Regions from separate parts of the Rattus norvegicus genome. Here region 1 is linked to region 2. The links are chromatin contacts, called in public Hi-C maps. All regions are on one chromosome and are shown on one strand. Each heading gives the region's core, a stretch centred on a gene start, on an enhancer-like site or on the middle of the called end of the contact. The rest is flanking DNA. Distances are from core to core; before and after follow the strand shown.

Region 1 (2,943 bases), core at 301-2,800, 160 kb after region 2:
TTTTAGAGAAAAAACAGCGCCAATGTCTGTGGTGCGAGGCATGTGGGAACATTTTCTTTATCCTCTTGTGCAGTCTCCCATTCTGCCTTTCTTTTTTCTTTTCTTCTTCTTTTTTGGGTGGTGGGGGAGTTTGAGGCAGGACTTCTCTGTGTACTCTTGGCTGTCCTGGAACTCACTCTGTAGAACAGGCTGGCTTCAAACTCCAAACTCACAGAAATCCACCTGCCTCTGCCTCCCAAGAGCTGGAATTAAAGGAGTGTGCCACCACTGCCCAGCTTCCCATTCCTTAAAAGCATTAAAACATTTTTTTAAAATGTGTGTGGATGAGTGTTTTGCCCTTGAATGACGAGCATGCAGTTGCTTGGTGAGGCCAGAAGCAGAAGAGGACGTAGGAACCCCTGGAGCTGAAGTTGTGAATTGCTCCGTGGATGCTGGGAATCCAGCGTAGGTCCTCTGCAAGAGCAGCCAGTGCTCTTAGCTACAGAGCCACCTCTCCCTGTCTTGGTTCCTAATTCTTGAAGGAGGTGATTTTTTTGGTCTCATTTGGGTTTGGGGAGATTTTTGATAGTTTTGTGTCTTTTTGTTTGTTTGTTGTTTCTCTGTGTACCCCTGGCTGGCCTCAAACTCAGAGATCCCCAGGCCTCTGCCTCCAGAGTTGGGATTATAGACATGTGCCACCGTGCTTAGCTTTGCTGGTTGGCTTTAAGTTACTGTTTTTTGTTAGTGTTGTTTTTAGATTTTTGCCCTTCCTTTCCTGTTTTGTTATTTTGCGGGGGTTTTTTTGTTTTTTGTTTTTGTTTGTTTTTGTTTTTGTTTTTGTTTTTTGGTATCGTTTTTGCCAGCTGAAGTGAATGGTTGCTTTCTGGTATTACAGATGTTAATGCTGAAGAATTTGAACCACACACAGAAAATGAAGCCTTTCCCCGCAAGGTTAATCCAATTGCCAGAGCTGACTCTGAAGTCGAGCTCTCTGCTTAACGTTTCCAAATGTGTCTGGGGACAGAGGCACTTTCAAGCAAATGCCACCCTCCTCAGGACCAAGTCAATGAGCTCCCCAGCCGGAGTCCTTTAAGAGAGTACATTCGGTGTGGGGCTTTTCTTGCAGTGGCTGTCTGTTTTGTTTTGTTTTTGTTTTTGTTGTTCTCCCCACTCCCTAGTAGGAAACCATTTCTGATCCAGACCGTTCCAGCCCAACAGCTGGGAGTTGGGATGCGAAAACCCCCGTTTCAGTTCTGACCCACGGTTCAGGCCGTCAAAGGTTAACATTTTTCCTTCATGTTCCCTGGTCCCCATCTTTAGGCCGGCTGGTCCATTTGTACGACTGCTAGTAGTTCCGAAGTTCCTGGGTACCTCCACTCCCCATCCCCATTTCCCGCTGAATCGGGACCCTTCGAAGTCTGTTCCACCTAGATAAGAGAGGCCAGAGAAGGGGAGATGTCACCGACCAGTGCTAGCCGCAGAAGCAGGAGGTTGGCCTTGGAAGGCTGTTCCCACCCACTTAAGGGCCTCTGGAGAGCCCGGCTGGCAGCGTGCAGAGCTGCAGGAGGCGCCTCTAGGGCGTCGCACCCAGGGCGAGCTCGCTTGTAGGCGGCCAATGCCTGCGGGAACAGCGAGGGGCCTCCTGCGCGGAGCCGTCGCCCTCTGGTGGCAGCATGGGAAAGGTACAGCTGTTCGCTGGGCGCCACCTCCCCTCAGACCAGAACTGGAACTTGCTAGAAGGGGAAGCCAGACACAAATGAGCCAGGACTGGAACCTGGGACTCCAGGCAAATTCCTCATTCAACTGACATTTACAAGGACCTCTAGAAACTATGAAGAGTAAGCATCCGAGGCTTAAGATTTGACTCAGGCTATTGCAATAAGGAGAACAGTTGTTAATGAGTAATGTCTAAAACAAAAGGGAGGAGGGCGGGAGTGTTAGTTAGGCCGGTAAAGAGAGTCACCAGAGCACCATAGAAGCAGGAAGGAAGGAAGTGTGGAGATGATGGCCTTTTCGCGGAACATGCACATCAATGTGGCCGGTTCCTTAGCTTTCTCCCGGAACCCAAATTTAGCAGTGAGAGTGTTGTCTGCTCGGGCTGCCTTTGCCAGCACTGTAAACAGCAAAGCGATATTGTCCTTTGTGAGAGGAAGGAAGAGGAGCTGTGGAGATGGTTTAGGGGTTAAGAGTACTTAGTGCGCGCGCACACACACACACACACACACACACACACACACACACCCCGCTACCTACTTTTTAAAAAACGTTAAAGGAAGAGAAGAAAGGGATGCTGGGCCCTATTGTTAGGCATGAGGGAGATTCCAGACTGACATGCTGAGTCTAGGCTGGGGTTGCATGAGGTTGCGTAGAGCTATGCAATCATGCATAGCTGGATTGCTGGAGGTGGGGGGATTGTTCAAAGAGGGACGTCCTCCCGGATGCCCTCCCCCAGTCATCCAGCTGTTACATCTTTAATAATCTTCCCTACTATTTCCCACAACTCCACTGGTTACGGCACAGCCCCTTTGACTGGTTCCACAGCTTTCCCCTGGGCCTCTGAAGGCCCTCTTAACTGATGTGTTTTCAAGCACAGCCTACCCTGCTGTATCCAACTTCTGGCCCATCATCCTGCCAGTGAGGAGAGCTGACCTTTCATGATCTCCTCAGAGGGACTCCAAGTAGACCTGTTGCCTATCAAAATCCCAGAAGGGATTTTGGGGGTGTAGTTCCGTTGGTTATCCAGGCCCTGTGTTTGATCTCCAGCAATGCATAAAACCCCCAGTGGTGCTGCACTCCTGGACTCAGAGACAGAAGAAGGGGGATCAGGCATCTTCAATTACACAGTGAGGTCGAGGCCAGCCTAGGACACATGAAACTGTATCAAAAAATATAAATGGGGGTGGGGGTAGTTTGGACAGATGGCTTAGTGGTTAAGAGAACAAGCTACTTTTGCAGAAGACCTGA
Region 2 (3,199 bases), core at 425-2,924:
TCAGGAGGAACAAAAAATTATAAACAAGATTACCTTGTCATCCAACTCTACCACTCCTGGGTATGTATACCCAAAGGAAACTAAGTCAGCATAAAGCAGAGGTATGTATGTGCAGACAGCCTGTTTATGGCATTAGTCACAACAGCCAACCCTGGATCACCTAGATGTCCATCAACAGATGCAGAGGTAAAGAAAATGTCATGCATACTCACAATGAAGTTTTATTCTCTCATAAAGAAGAGTAACAGGAAATGGATGAAACTGGAAAGCACCATGTTAAGTCAAGCTCAAAACATGTGGAATCCAGAGTGTGCACATGCACATGCAATTCGAGTGCAAGGGAATATCTGAGGATAGGAAGGGGAGCAGCAGGAGTAGAACTATAAGGCAAGACAGGGAGGGTGTGTAAACAAAGTACGTTATACATTCATGGAAATGTCATCAAACCAGCATTTTGTATAATGAATGTGTACAACTGAAAAATTTTTAATTCAGTTTTTAATTACACTAACTTTATGTTCTTTTCTTTAATCATGGTTCAGTTAAATGCAAAACACTATGTTTTGTGTTTGTGTGTTGTACATGTGATATGTGAGTGGTATATGCCTATGTACATGTGTATCATGTACGAAACCAGTACTTACAGAGGCCAGATGCTGCTGCTGGGTATCCCACTCTGCTCATCTGTCCTATTCCCTTGACACAGCGTCTCTCAATGAATCTAGAGCTAGGATGCCAACCATTAAGGTCTAGCAATCCTCTAGTCTCCAGCTATTGATGACAAACCTTCCCTTTGGAGTAACACAACACACATGTCTATTCAATCCAGATAGGGACCCAAAGACAAAGTACAGATACTCCAACTTGGTCAATCCTAAGTTTTACTGAGGTTACTTTCAGAAGTATGAGTGAGTGGTTACGTACAAGAGCAGAAATAACTCAAAAACAGTTGCATCACCAAAGACCCACCCCAAATGACTGACAGCTCACAAAAATTAGGAAATCTGTAGTACATGGCATAGCCTTCAGAAAGTTCAACAAGTTGGTGTGTGTCTTTTCCAGGTGACTTCGGTCTAAACAACTTCTAAGTATCTCAACTGGGTTTTATTTTTCCCAGGCAGCTGGTCTGGTCTCAGTCTTCTTTGAAGCTCAGCTTGTCTGAGTTTCTTTACAGCTCTGTTCAGCTAGTCTCAAAAGGAATCTCAGCCTTTACTCTGACAGGGGTGACCCTAGTGAATATGAGTTTCAGGGACTTCCTAAGTTGTTTGAGTTGTTTACCTTCCTGATTAAAGAGCTTTCTTGCAGGATGGAATATTTCAATCTCAAAGAAGCTGTTTTATACCTCTATTCTCCACAGTATTGGAGTCATAGGCCCATGGCTGCATCTAGCTTTTAACCTGGGTTTTAGGGACTTGAACTAAGGCCCTTTTTAGCACCAAATCATCTCCCAAAATCCCTCTAACCTCCCCCTTTTTAAAATTATTTTTTATATGTAGTTATTTTGCCTGCACTTGTGTCTGTGCACTACTTGTGTGCCTGTGAAGGCCAGAAGAGTTATGAGATCTCCTGGGAGTTACCGTGTGGGTACTGGGAATCAAACCTGGATCCTCTGCAAGAGTAGCCAGTGTCTTAACAGCTGAATCATCACTCCAGCCATTGCACAACTCTTTAAAAGGTCTTTTACCTTTAAGAGGCTACAATACTGTGAAATCTCATTAGAAGGACATGTAGACCAATGTTTCTTTTCCAGTCTTTCCCAGGCTAGCCTTAGACTCCCTATGGAACCTAGGTTGACCTCAAACTTGCAGCAATCCTTCTGCCTTAACCACTCAAGTGCTAGAGTTATAGACATGTACCTCATCTCGTCTTCTTCCAGTCTTAAAATCCTACAAAAACACTGGAAGAAAGGAAAAGTCAGTCTTTCAGAACCCATCCTGAGAAGTAAAGATGGGCTGGAATGACAGAACCGTAAGGGCAGACAGAGGGTGGGGTGACCTAAATGTATTATATGCATTGTCGTAAATGAAGTTGTCAAAGAATGGGGAGGAAAAAGTGTAGACAAAAACGTAAAAGCACCCAATCGTACAGCTGTTTGGCTTTCATCCCAAAAGGGAGAGAGAAAGAAAACAAACATGTAAATTATAAATCAATCACAGATATATTTGCTAGAGTTAAGCTCTGCTAGAGAGGAAATTATTAGCTACAATTGGGTTAGAGCACATTTCATAGACTGCTCATTTGTCCATACAATTCTCATCCATGCCCACTGAAAAAACACAATGCAGGGTTGAAGCCTAACCTCAAAAAACAAACAAAATAAACAACACAAAAGCAAACAGTCCTCATACCTTACGATCCAAAGCGCTTCCAGCACATTCATTCAGCACACCAGCTGCTGAGATACAGCGCATCACTAAACGCTGTGGGCTGGCTAACCTGTTAGCAGATGCTTTTTCTATAAGCAAATGGTTTTTTGTCTTTTAAACTATAAAAAAAATGTAAGAAATGGAGTAAAAGAGATAGTCTCATTTGAAACTAGAAACCCCTGTAGTATAACTTCATATTTTCTTCAAAAAATACTTACATTATCACAGTTTTTATATTCTTGAAAATGAAAGATACTCCCTCCCCTTTGTGTTGAATCCATCAATACTGTGTTACTAGGGTTGGAACTGAAGCTCAATGGTAGAGCTCTTTGCCAGTCATAGAAGTGGCCCTGGGTTTGAACCCCATGACAACAAGAAAAATCTACTGTATTACAAATCAAACTAGAAAACATTGTATTTTGTCTTAATTAGGGTTTCTATTGCTGTGATAAACACTGTGACTGAAAAGCAACTCCAGGAAGAAAGGGTTTCTTATTTCATCCTAGTATATCCTGTGATAACAGTCCAACACTGAGGGAAGTCAGCACAGGAAATCAAGCAAGGCAGGAACATGGCTAGAAACTGATGCAGAGACCATGGAAGACTGCTGCTTACTGGCTTGTTTCTTATGGCTTGCTCAGCTTGCTTTCTTATAGTACCATAGTACCCAAGATAAAAGGTTGGCGCCATCCACAGTGAGCAGGGCCCTCTCACATCAGTCATCGATCAAGAAAATGCACTAGAAACTTGTCTACAAGTAAATCTAGTGATAGCATTTTCTCAGTTAAGGTTTGCTCTTCCAAATGACTCTAGGTTCATGTTAAGGTGACACA

Evidence for each region. Hi-C and Micro-C count contacts between places; a contact is called where the count stands out from the background.
Region 1: a contact with region 2 is called in a Hi-C map of liver, with 4 times the contacts expected there. The contact joins two enhancer-like sites. A contact is called at or near these places in 2 of 12 Hi-C or Micro-C datasets (hepatocytes and liver) and 1 of 1 datasets of contacts at active chromatin or transcription factors (oligodendrocytes).

Annotation. Positions count from the first base shown.
Region 1 is chr8:72,478,566-72,481,508 of GRCr8, forward strand. No RefSeq gene overlaps it. Among named protein-coding and RNA genes, the nearest start is that of Skor1, 23 kb to the right of the region's middle. Within about 2 kb of position 1,551, at least 24 of the 93 cell types and tissues checked have an H3K27ac peak or open chromatin away from gene starts, as enhancers often do. A contact at or near this core is called in liver, where this site is marked.
Region 2 is chr8:72,317,692-72,320,890 of GRCr8, forward strand. All of the region lies in intron 1 of Pias1 (protein inhibitor of activated STAT, 1), which reads right to left. Among named protein-coding and RNA genes, the nearest start is that of Pias1, 15 kb to the right of the region's middle. Within about 2 kb of position 1,675, at least 1 of the 93 cell types and tissues checked has an H3K27ac peak or open chromatin away from gene starts, as enhancers often do. A contact at or near this core is called in liver, where this site is marked.